Linked DNA regions of Mus musculus: region 2 is linked to region 1. Evidence: chromatin contacts called from public HiChIP or PLAC-seq data. All regions are on one chromosome and are shown on one strand. The core of a region is the stretch at or near the end of the contact, and the rest is flanking DNA. Distances in the headings are between cores, read along the strand shown. Region 1 holds the start of Msl1 (male specific lethal 1). Region 2 overlaps Rara (retinoic acid receptor, alpha).

The links. HiChIP or PLAC-seq counts read pairs in DNA pulled down with a chosen protein or histone mark.
Region 2: a contact with region 1 is called in an H3K4me3 HiChIP or PLAC-seq map of embryonic forebrain, with 2.3 times the contacts expected there. The contact joins the enhancer-like site here to the promoter of Msl1 in region 1. A contact is called at or near these places in 12 of 39 promoter capture datasets (3T3-L1-derived adipocytes, the C10 cell line, cranial neural crest and 8 more), 15 of 484 Hi-C or Micro-C datasets (the Ba/F3 cell line, CD8 T cells, the HL-1 cell line and 6 more), 9 of 115 datasets of contacts at active chromatin or transcription factors (embryonic forebrain, embryonic limb bud, embryonic stem cells and 5 more) and 4 of 9 other capture datasets (adipose tissue, liver, macrophages and 1 more).

The regions. Positions count from the first base shown.
Region 1 is chr11:98,792,061-98,797,992 of GRCm38.p6, reverse strand. Msl1 (male specific lethal 1) reads right to left here and starts at 2,477. Exons shown (of 9, transcript NM_028722.3): 1 at 1,389-2,477. The coding sequence starts at 2,162.
Region 2 is chr11:98,967,010-98,972,941 of GRCm38.p6, reverse strand. It overlaps Rara (retinoic acid receptor, alpha), which reads right to left. Exons shown (of 9, transcript NM_009024.2): 4 at 4,756-4,897; 5 at 2,625-2,785; 6 at 2,273-2,449; 7 at 1,156-1,360; 8 at 272-430. Among named protein-coding and RNA genes, the nearest start is that of Gjd3, 13 kb to the left of the region's middle. Within about 2 kb of position 2,476, at least 74 of the 459 cell types and tissues checked have an H3K27ac peak or open chromatin away from gene starts, as enhancers often do. A contact at or near this core is called in CD8 T cells, the N1E-115 cell line, cortical neurons and 5 more, where this site is marked.

The sequences.
Region 1 (5,932 bases), core at 1,228-3,727:
AGAAGGCATCACCTCAAGAACTCAGCACAACCCTCCAGCTGCAGTAGTGTCCCCCCGCCCCCTGCCAGCCACTCGTGTCACCTGTGTTCTGATTCACAGCCTTAGCATTACTTAGCCATGTTTCGTGGGTGACATAGTCTTCATTTCTTCTCCTTTACTGATCCTTCTCTTCCCACCCCCTTCCCATGAAAGGAAGGATATGTTGTGTTTTTACGGCAGGGCCATCACACCGTAGACTGCAGTACAGTGCTGAGCAGTGCCACTCCATGCTGAGTTACTTCCACAAAGCAACACTGAGGTATTTCAACAAGACCTGCCCCAGCTCCTGTTCCACCTTGCAGAAGGCACTCTCCAATCAAACAGAGGCCTGATGGCGACTTATTTAGGAAGCAAACAAAATGAACAGCTCTTCTGCTCCCATGCTCAGCCTGTGGTGCGTGAAGCCCCAGAGTAAGAGGAGCCAGGAGGGAGGGAGGGGGGAGCAGGGCCTGAGCGCACTGTAGAAGCCATGTTTATTTTTAGGCGTCTAAAAGGTATGTTACCACTGTAGCACCCACCACCCCAGCGGCCCTGAGGTGTGAGGGAGTGTGCTTAACATGTGTGCCCAAGGCTGCTGCTCATGCAAGCAAGCCTATGGAGTCATGCTTTCCAGGAGTACAAAGAAATAACCAACAACTTTTCTAATACCTCAAGATTCAAAAACAGGTCTGGGAGGTGGAAGGGTTTACAGAATACATCGAATAAGCTTATGTCTCAAAATCTGCCAGCTTAGTCAAGGGACGTGGTCAGCGGGTAGTGTTTTATAACTCAGATTTTCTACTAGAAACTCTCTGAAATCAAAGGCAGTGATTCTCATTTAGGAGAGCTAAAACAGGATTCCACGTACACCATCTTTACCCTCTACCGACCAAAAGACCTATGACAACCCTCCTGTCTAAAGATGCAACAGCGGTGGTTACGGCAACAGCTGTTATAGCCTCCTCTCCAATGCACAGCTAAGGCAACAGCGCTTGAATACAACCCCTGCCATACAGCCACATCTGCACCCCACCCTATCATTTTTAACCCCTCGTAAATCAGGTCTTTCCCACTCTAAACGTCTTTCCCACAAGTGTGGGGCTGTCGTTTTAAATTAACCCTTTGGCAACCGAAGCCTCCCATAACACCCCCCACCACACACACACAGGTTGCCCTTTAACCCTTCCTTCCGACCCAACGTGTCAGTGATGCCAGGCTCCTAACGACCCAACATCTAAGGCACTCTTTAGCTGGTGGCCAACTTCCTCTAACCCTAACCGAGCGGGGACCTCTGCCTCCTACAGCCCCCTTCCCCCGAGCATGCGCAGAGCTCGCTCTCCATCCCTAATGCAGATTAACCCCTCCCGTACCGTATCTCTCTCGGACTTCAGCTCCTCTATCTCCTTCTCCTTGGCCTGCAACTGCTGCTGCTGCTGTTCGATGAGGTCCAATTGCAGCAGAAGGATCTGTTTGAGGCAGGCGGCCTGACTGGAGGCTCCCGAGCCGCCGCCACCCCCGAGAGGGCTCTTCCTTATACTCTTCCATCTGCCCTCACTGGCCGCCAGGGTCCCAGCAGTGGCGGTGGGCGCGAGGGGTGGTGGCCCGGGCAGAGGTAGTGGTGGGGGTCCCGCCGGGTCCGAGGCGGTGGCAGCTGGGGGAGCCGCCCCACCCTTGTCCCCAGCCCAGGGCGTAGGCTCTTTGGCCGCCGCCACCACGATAGAGCCCGTCTGAATGGGCAGCACCGCCTGATACTTGGGCCGGGGGCTGCAGCCAGCGCCGGCTGCGACTGGCTCCCCGCCGATGCCGGCTTGTTTAGTAGCTGGGGGCGGACAGGGCAAGGGCACCGAACCGCCCCAGCTCTCTTCCTGCTGCCCGGGGGCCGCCCCGGCTGGGAGTAACAAGCCCCGGCCCTTGCCGCCGCCGCAGCCGGCTGGAGAGGGCGAGGGGCTCCCGCCCTGGGAAGAGGCCAGCGGGGGCCCCGGCTCCTTGAGCTTACGATGCCGGGGGAGGAAATGGGCTTCGGCCGCCCCGGACTCGTCCTCGGGCCCGCCCAGCGCCGCAGCCCGCTCGTAGTCCAGTCGCTGCTCGGGGTTGCCGCCGGCAGGGGCCGCGGCCGCCTTGAACACTGCGGATCTCATGGTCATAGTGGTCCGGAGCAGCGCGGGGGACCGAGACGGAGGAGGGGGTGGGGAAGGGGCGAGGTGCGGGGGGTCGAGGACGGAGGAGGGGGAGGGGAGTTTGGCGGGCTCGGCTCAGCAGAGCAGCCGCAGGCCTCCGCTAACGCGGCTTCTCCGAGGCCCGGGCGCCATCCCGCCGGCGAGCGGAGAAGTGGAGGCCGCAGCTGAGGCCCGCCGCCGACCCATGGTGGCCTCGCCGCCGCCTCTGCTGCCGCCACCGTCGCCTTCGCCGCAGAGGCAGGAGCTCGCACCCAGCCGCCCCCGAGCTCATCCCCGGAGCTCGCTTCGGCCCCCCCTGCCCGGCCGGGCCCGCCTCGTCTCCCCACCCCGCACCCCCCCTTCCCCGCCCCGGCCCCCCGCCCCGGAGCTCGCCTCAGCCGCCCCGAGCCTCCATTTCCCCCCCCTTGCTCCTCCTCGGGAGGGGGTGGGAGGGACGGGTCCGCCCAGAGCCCTCCTACTCCGGGAGGGGGGGTCTGCCGCCTCCCCCGGGGGTTCTCCGCGCCGCCGGGTCCCCCTCCCCCACAGTCACCCCCGACTCCTCGGCGTTTCCCTTTAAAAAAAACGGAGCCGCCGCAGCCGCCGCCACCGCCGACCGGAGCGCGCATGCGCCGAGAGGGCAGCGGGCGGGAGCGAACCGGGAGCGGAGAGGAGGGAGGCGGGTAGCGCTATTGTGAAAGGGGCCGCGGCTACCGCTGCCGCCGCGAGGGGGAGGGGACCGAGGCGCGGGGGCCCACGAGGGGAGGTCGGGGACGAGGGCGAGGACGCAGGAGCGGGCGAAGGTGGGCTGCCGAGGCAGGGGCGGGCTGGGGAGGGAAGAAGGGCGAGGGCGGCCGCTGGTGGTTGGGGAATGCGGAGGATCCCCGGCAAAACCAAGTGCGAGAGAATGGGGTTGGGGAGGAAGGAAGGAGGTAGATGCTCCCGCCCCTCGCGGACGCCTACCGACCGCTCTGCTGAGCCGGCCTTCGTCGGATAGCCCTTCCCTGGCGACCTGGCTACGCGCCTGGCCCACACCGGAGCCCCGCGCGCCTTCGGGACCGGCCCCGACCCAGGCTCCCTTGGAGCCTGCGGCTGTTTCATGGAGTAGAAGTCAAGCTTCCACCCTCTAGGCTCCCTGGCGGTCCCACATGGGTTGGGGAAAGAAGTGAAGTTCTTTGTCTCTAAGGGATCCAGCACAGAAATGGAGGGACCTCTGGTTCCCAGAAGCAGCAAAATCCATGATGTCTGCTGCCCAGGGAGTTGTAAGCACAACCTTGGGGTGAAGTACTGCCAACTACCGACAGTTGTTTCCCAAGCAGCCATGTCTCCAGCCTTCTTAAGCTGTAGCTACTCCTAGCATCTTCTGGAAAAAGATTCAAGAAATCTATGGAGAGATGTATGCCGGTGTTAGGACTAAGTGTTCTTTAGGGCCTTCTATTGGAGCACTTCCCAATTCTCCAGGTTCATAGTGTCTGTGTGCCTTAATTTTCCAAGCAACTTTAGCCACTAAGTCCTCATAGTTCCCTATGGAAAAAACATGTACATAGTTGTAAATTAATTGGTTGCTTATCTGTCTGAAGTGCACTTCTAAAATTTTTTTATAGGAGATAGGTATAGTGGTCTACACCTTTAACCCCAGCCCTTGTGAGGCAAAGACAGGAGAATGTGTGAGTTCGGGGCCATCTTGGTTCACATAGCAAGTTCCAGGACAGGGCTACATATACCTTGTCTAAATAAATAAATAAATGTCTCAATGCGAGCAAGCAGATCTTGTCTCTATAAATAAATAAACGATAAGTTGTACAGAGAAAACAAGGACACCTGGTTCAATGCGAAATTTAGTTAGAAACTGCTTCTGCTTTGTGGGCTCTAAGCATGAAACACTGAAAAACTTCATGGGTATGAAAGTCCTGAGTCCCCGTCCTCTTTCCATCAGGTGGGCCTCAGAACTGCACAGGAAGGCAGTAGAAGGAAGGGCAGGATTAGAAAGAAGTTTGTAGAATGTGGTCTTTTTCAGTGTGAAGACTACCACCTCACTATCCTGATAACCTCCCAGATTTGTGGCTTGTTGGACCCTTACTCCAAAATCCTATCTCCAACTCCCTAGAATATGGCCAACTGGATGTCTGATATGCACTTCAGACTCAAGCTTTCGACTCTGCACCTAAATCCTGTTTCCAGTTAAGTCAGTCCATCTTACTTTAAAAATCCAAGCTAGTACATTTTACATCTTCGCCACAACTCTACCTTGATGTAAGCTGCCACCTCTGCTTTTCTGTTTATTGTTTTAATTATGAAATGCTTGTGATTTGTCTCATGATTTCAACCTCTGCCTAAGTCTTCCCCGGTCATTTGTAGTGATCCTGATAGATTTAAGGTCATAATATAAGATCATAAGATCACTTGGATTAAAAGTGTAATGGTCTGAAGGACCTGGCCCTTCAAGCTGCTGTGGACTGGAGAACTCTTACGGCTTTCTGTGGACCCTCTCCTGCCGTCCTCGCCTCCTGTGTCTGTCTGCTCGGGTCTATACGTTTGCTGTTCTCATATGGATCCCTACTCACAGGACTTCCACACTTCTTTGTTCCTTTTTACTAAATATCACCTTTTAGATGCCTCCTCTGCTGGCCTCTTATTTCCTCTGCAGGATTTAATCAGCATCTAATACATACTTTGTCCTGCATTATCCTCAACTCCTAATGTGAATCTTACAGGTTGCTCACTGAATGTTGTCCGTATCGACACCCATACGTGTTACAAAGTGCCATCTTGAAGCCTGTTCAGGTGTGAGTCCACGAGTCAGTTCATGTAGGGTGACAGTACTCTGGGGATGTATAGAGAAATGACAGACAGGAGGGTGAGCAGAGACCCAGGCCTGTTGTCTGAAAAGCTAGTAAAGTCAGCTCTTTTGGGAGACTGCAGTAAAACAATTCCAAGTTCAAGACTTGCCAGGTTACAGAATGACAGGACTCTGCCATGGTTCAGTGGTTAGTGCGTCTGCATTCCTAGCATCCACAAAATCCTAGGTTCAATCCTCAGTATCACATAAAAAAGGACCGCTGAGCCGCCTCAGAGGCTAAGGGAAACTGCAGAGATGCTTGGCGTACAGAGCTCAATCTCTATGGACACAAAGGAGAGAGGGAGATAACCCGCCTGTCTCCTGACCTCCACTCTCACTGGAGAGGTACAGGAGCCAAACTTAAGTGAAATAAATGTAAATATGTAGAGAGAGAAGCCAAGGCTGTAGCATGAACCGGCCAGAAGCTATCACAGAGCTGGCGAGCTGGTTCAGCAGGCACAGGTGCTTGCCCGGCGAGCCTGGCCACCTGAGGTAAATTCCCAGGACATGGGCACAGGTGGAAGGAGGGAAGCAACTCCACCGCCACAGAATGCTGACAAGCCTCCACCCCCCACATGCACACCAACCCAAACTGGAGTCATTAGCATCGTTAGAAAACTTGGATGTGCAAATTTCCAGGTCCCACCCTAGGCCTAAAGATTCCCTAGCTCTGCGTGGTTTTGAGCCATCCCTCCTCCCCTGGGGCTTTGTTTCTATTTATTCTTTCTTTAGACGGGGTCTTGAGTACACAAACTGACTTTGAACTCCTAATCTGGCTACCACCTCCTGAGTGCTGGGATTACAAACACTATCATGCTAAGCTAAACCTTCCTCCTACCCACTCTTAAAGGGCCAGACAGTGACTTATGTTAGGCTTGAATGACTGGAAGGCCTTTTTTTCCTCTTCAACTTCAGTACCACC
Region 2 (5,932 bases), core at 1,227-3,726, 170 kb before region 1:
GCAGTGGTCCTAAGCCAGTCCTGGGTGGGCCTTCCTCTAGGTCAATGGTTCTCGGCCTTCCTAATGGCGCAACCCTTTAATACAGTTCCTCATGTTGTGGTGACCCCCCAACCATAAAATTATTCTGTTGCTACTTCAAATCTGTAATTGGGCTGTTATGAACTGTCAGGTAAACACCTGACACGAGGCTCACTGTGAGAGTCATGTGACCCCAGAGGGGTTTCGACCCCTTATGTTGGAAACCACTCCTGGTGGTGAAGATGACACTCACCCTTGGCGCTGATGCTCCGAAGGTCTGTGATCTTCATCAGCATCTTGGGGAACATGTGGGGTCGGCTGGGCCTCCGTTTCCGGACGTAGACTTTCAGTGCTTCCAGCAGCGGCTCTTGCAGCATGTCCACCTTGTCTGGCTGCTCCAGGTCCTGTCGGTCTGAGCACAAAACTGTCCCTGAGCAGGAGCCCCACCCCACCCCTAGCCAACTCCACCAACCGAGAATACACACAGCTGCTTTCCCAGATCTGGCCACTTGGGGGCGGGTCTGCCCAAGTCACAGAGGGCAGAAGGCTGCTCCCATATACCTGGCCACAGGGTAGGCCAGGAAGGGTCTCTGGGCTGGTAGGCAAGAAGAGAAGCTTTCTACTCTAAAAAAAAGAGTGGGGTGTGGGCTTCTCAAAGCTCAGCAGCTATGGTGGTGGAGATGGACACCCCTGGCCCAACACGGGTAGCGCTCCTCATAGAAAGCAGGGACGTCCCAGCAGGTCACCATCATTACTACAGCAGTGTGACATGGAATAAAATAATAATTAACATTAACTGTTAACTGGGTCTTATTCTTTTTGTTTGTTTTTGTTTTTCGAGACAGGGTTTCTCTGTATAGCTCTGGCTGTCCTGGAACTCACTCTGTAGACCAGGCTGGCCTCAAACTCAGAAATCCACCTGCCTCTGCCTCCCGAGTGCTGGGATTAAAGGCGTGCGCCACCACGTCCGGCCTGGGTCTTATTCTTGACCCAGGTCTCAGATGAAGATCACAGACCTTCGGAGCTTATTCTAGACTGGTGCTTGCTGCCTGAGACCCTGGTCTTGTGTGCCCAGAGTCCGGACCTGCCCCTCCAGGCCTCCACATGCCTCCTGAGAGCCACCAGCGCCTCACCCACCTCCACAGATGAGGCAGATGGCACTGAGCAGTCCAGTCTCAGCATCGTCCATCTCCAGGGGCAGCAGCTGGTTGGCGAAGGCAAAGACCAAGTCGGTGAGGGGGCCAAAGCCAGCGTTGTGCATCTGAGTCCGGTTCAGGGTCAGTCCATCTGAGAAGGTCATTGTGTCTTGCTCAGGCGTGTACCGCGTGCAGATTCGCAGAATCTGGGTGCAGAGGGTGTACACAAGGTTCAGAGGCTGGAGGCGCCCCCACCTTCTGGCCCAGCAGCCCCTGGCACACCAGTTCCAGCATCCCCAGAGGCCTCTCTCTTGCCCTGGCAAGCAGCCAGAGCATGGCTGGCTGACAAGAATTTCCTCCAGTGATGGAAAGGTTCTGTCTGCAGCATCCGAGGCAGTAGCCACCGGCCCCATGTGGCTACCGAGCACTCGAGAAGTGGCTAATGCAACGGAGGGACTGAACTGAGTCTAATTGTAATTAAATTTAAATAGGCGCGCATCTCCACCGCTACTGCTCCGGGCAGCAGATCTAGGCCACGCTGCCTTCGTATAGAGAAATCACGAGGGAAAGGAGTTTCCAGCCAGCAAGAAACAAGGCAGATCTGTTCCTAGGACCATCCCATTCAACCCCAACAGTTCGTACCCAATGGCGCCTCCCCCATCTGTGCACTGGGGACCCGGCACTTGATGACCTTCCCTTCCCAGAAGCCTCTCCACACTTCTAGTTCTCCACCTAGGATGTGTCTTTGAAGGAATAGGTGGTGGACTGAACCCCTGAGAGTGATTATGGGGAGTCCTCCTCTTAGCCTTCACTCGTGACAGTTCTTATTACGTCCAGCATCCCGCTCACAACTCAGGCCACCAAACGCTCTGGCGTGCCAACTCCATCCAGCACTGTGTCCCAGCAGCAGACCTTTCTACTTCCTGTTCCCAGGATAATGCCACCTTCCCACAACACAGCTAAGTGGACAAGGTGCCCACAGGAGTGGAAGAAAGTGGCCCAACGTGAGCGGTGGGGGATTTGGATTCGGGGGAAAGCATCGGGGAAAGTGGCCATCTGGCTGGGAACAGATCCTACAAGGGCCGGAACCCGGCTGGAGAGCAGGGGCAGACTCTCACCAGGATATCCAGGCAGGCAGCCTTGAGGAGGGTGATCTGGTCGGCGATGGTGAGGGTGGTGAAGCCGGGAAGCTGCTTGGCGAACTCCACAGTCTTAATGATGCACTTGGTGGAGAGTTCACTGAACTTGTCCCAGAGGTCAATGTCCAGGGAGACTCGTTGTTCTGAGCTGTTGTTCTGGGGGAGGCAGGGAGGGTCAGGGCCTCAGCTACGGCACTGGCACCCGCTTCAGCCTGGCCGCTCGCTGCCTTTCGCCCTCTGCTCAGCCTACACTTCCTGACAGTGTAGGAGGAGACAGGGGAAGGGCAGCAGAGGCGGCCTGGGTGTGCAGTACCCCTCGCGGCTGGCATACCGTAGTGTACTTGCCCAGCTGGCAGAGGGCCGGGAAGGTCTCCTGGTGCGCTTTGCGAACCTTCTCAATGAGCTCGCCCACCTCAGGCGTCAGCGTGTAGCTCTCTGAGCACTCGGGCTTGGGTGCCTCTTTCTTCTTTTTGTTTCGATCGTTTCGCACCGCTGGGGGGAGGGAGGGGTGGAAGGGGGGACATGGGTTGGTTAGAGAGTGACTGCTTTTGGCTCGGGGTCGTCCAGCCTATGCTGTCCACCACCCAGACAGACACACACAGACAGACAGACAGATCCACAAAACAGTGCCCCACACTAACCTGTCTGACTCATATCCTAAATCCTATTTTAGGGCCTGGGACTGTGGCTGAGGCCACACCACACATGTGCACATATGCCCTCCGCCAGTGTGTGGTACCCTGTCGTCATGCACCCATGGCAGCAGCCCACACTCTAAGAACATGTGCCCAGGTTGGCAGTCACACACACTGAGTCCCCGCTTTGGTGCCTGCCAGGAATCCCTGCTGTCCCAGCTCTCCTGGCAGCGATCTCCCTGGGGGATTCCTAAGACTGGCTCAAAGCAGCTTCCCTGGGCAGGCAGGGAATAAGGCTCCCCAACCAGAGAATGGGGGCCCCCTGGCAGAAGAATCTCTTGGCCCATTAGCCGGGGAGCTGACAGATCGCTGGGAGGGGGGCGCTGAGCCGCACACACCGCTCGGGCTTTAAAGAAGCGATGGGGTCGTTACCAGCCGATTATCCCAGACACACAATCACTCACAGGGCCTCCGTGGCGGCTGCTGACGCGGGAGGAAGGAAGGGTGGGGGTGGGGGTCCAGGGAGGGGACGGGGGGGGGGTGATGGGGGGGGAAGCTGGCATAATTTGGAGATCACTCATGTCGATTCTGCAAATTCAATAAAGTGCAGGGGAGAGAAGGGAGAGGCAGAGTGGGGGATAATTTGGGAAGAGAAAATTGCAGCTGTGACAAGACGTTTATCATTCGGAAGCTTTAATTCTATTGAAATGGCAGCTGCTCAGCTCCGGGGCACGGAGCAGCCGGGAGAGGGAGAGGAGGGAGAGAAAGAAAGGGGGAGTTGTTGTGGGAAGGAGAGGGGGTCCCCACCCTCGTCCTGTTCTAATAGTTCAAAGAAGGAAGGTGGGGCAAAGGGAGAAGGAAGTGACGGCCCCTTTACCAAAAGGTCTCAGTTCTGCACGTCCCAAGTTGTCACAGACTCTGCAGAGGACCGTCACTAGTCACTACTTCCTGAGTACAAGACCAGCACTCCCGTGTCTCTGGTGACAGGAGGCAGCAGGATATCCAGCTCCCCAATTCCTGGCTGGGGCTGCTGGTGCATTAGTCAGAACCATCTTTCTCAGCACCCCTCCCCACAAAGGGCTGGAGGGGGTCTTGCAGCCCCCTCCCCCACCTCATCCCCCAAGGCTCGGGCTCCATGGCAACGGCCACGCAGACAAGGAGGCGTCTGTCAGCGTCATTTATCTCTGACATCATCAATCACTGGTCACCACGGCAACACCCATGATTCAACACAAGAGGGTCTCCCCGTCCAGCCCTCCCCTCTGTCCCTCCCTCCGTCAGGGCCTCAGCTGAGCCCAAACTGGAAACCCCCTTTCCTCTGGGATCTGAGAAGCCCAATTCTCTTCCAACTCAGGGTTCCAGGTTTATCCAGACAATGGCTTCAGGGGGTCCTATGTCAGCCCCCCCATACATACAGACCAACTTCACACCTTTTCGAGTTCAGGCCTCTCCCTTAAGATACAGGAGGGACTGGGATAAGCTACTGAGCCACACCCAAAGCCAAGCAAAACCCAGAAGAAAGCTATCCTGGGGGCAGGCACCCCATACACAAGCAGGCATGCAAGCAACCACCATGCTAAGGGGACCGCTCTGTGCATTCTGGGCTTAACACCAAACGATCCATGGACACGCAGCCAGCCAGACTCCCAGGTTTGTGGTGTTATCTACAAAGCATCCTTAACTAGAAGCTTGCCCGCCTGCCGCGGCACACATGTTCCCACATGTATACACAGGCACACACACACACACACACACACACACACACACACAGCACCCCTGCACGCCCCACCTTGGGCGGGGCTTGGCCCCTGGCCCTGCGACACTCACACTCCTTGGACATGCCCACGTCGAAACATTTCTGCAGCCGGCAGTACTGGCAGCGGTTCCGGGTCACCTTGTTGATGATGCAGTTCTTGTCCCGGTGACACGTATACACCATGTTCTTCTGGATGCTTCGTCGGAAGAAGCCCTGGGGACAGGAGAAGGAGACGGGTTATCCACACCCACAGCGGGAGCAGCCTAGCAGCTACCCCTAAGCTTTTGCTATGGCCTATGTAATAATGGTAGAAAAATGGGGGAGGATGACTCTTTTGAAAAGATGCTCTCTGGGAGAGCCCAAGCCTGTCGCTATCTCACAGGCTGGCCTGGAGTCTTCCCTAGCCAACATCCCTGTACCTGATTTTTTTTTTCAGAGACAAAGACTCAGGGCTGCAGAGGACACAGGACACACAAGGTTGGAGATGGGAAAGGAGGCATCTGGAACTCACAGCCTGGACTCAGGACACAGCATGAAAAGACAGCAGGATGAGCTGGGTGTGGTAAAGAGTTCCTTTAATCCCAGCACTTGGGAGGCTTGAAGCCAAGTGGATTTCTGAGAGTCTGACTTCAGCCTGGTCTATATAGAGTTCCAGGACAACCAGAGCTGCATAATAGAGACACTTTGTCTCAAAAGACTGTCCCCCCCCCAAAAAAACAAAAAAAACAAAACAAACAAACAAACAAAAAAACCAGCAGCAGGAAGCCAACAAGGGACTATGCACAGTTACACACTCACACACTCATGAGGCCAAGAAGGGACTGTGCAGTCATGCACACTCGTGAGGCCGAGGAGGGGCGGCATGCTCATCCTTGCGAGCGAGACATTCACCACCGAGACAAACACACTAGACAGGCACAGAAAAGCCAGGCTGTCCGGGGTTCTGCATTGTAAGTTAAGTTAGCACAGAAACTGACTGACCAGGTAGCACAAGACAGGACAAACCAGACAGGACCAGCACTGTCTTACACTAACTACCCTTGACCTCGATCTTACACTCAGAGATAGCTATTCCAGCCTAAGGTTCCTTCCAGGGTCAGGCGCCCCAAGTACTGTGGATGCACAGCTTCGAGGCCCTTATCATTGTGGGAAGGAACTAGGGCAGAGGCCCTGCCACCAATCAGGTAGAGAGCAGATGTCCCGGCCAGAGCGGCCAGGAAGGGTTAGCCACATGCGTGCCCAGAGACC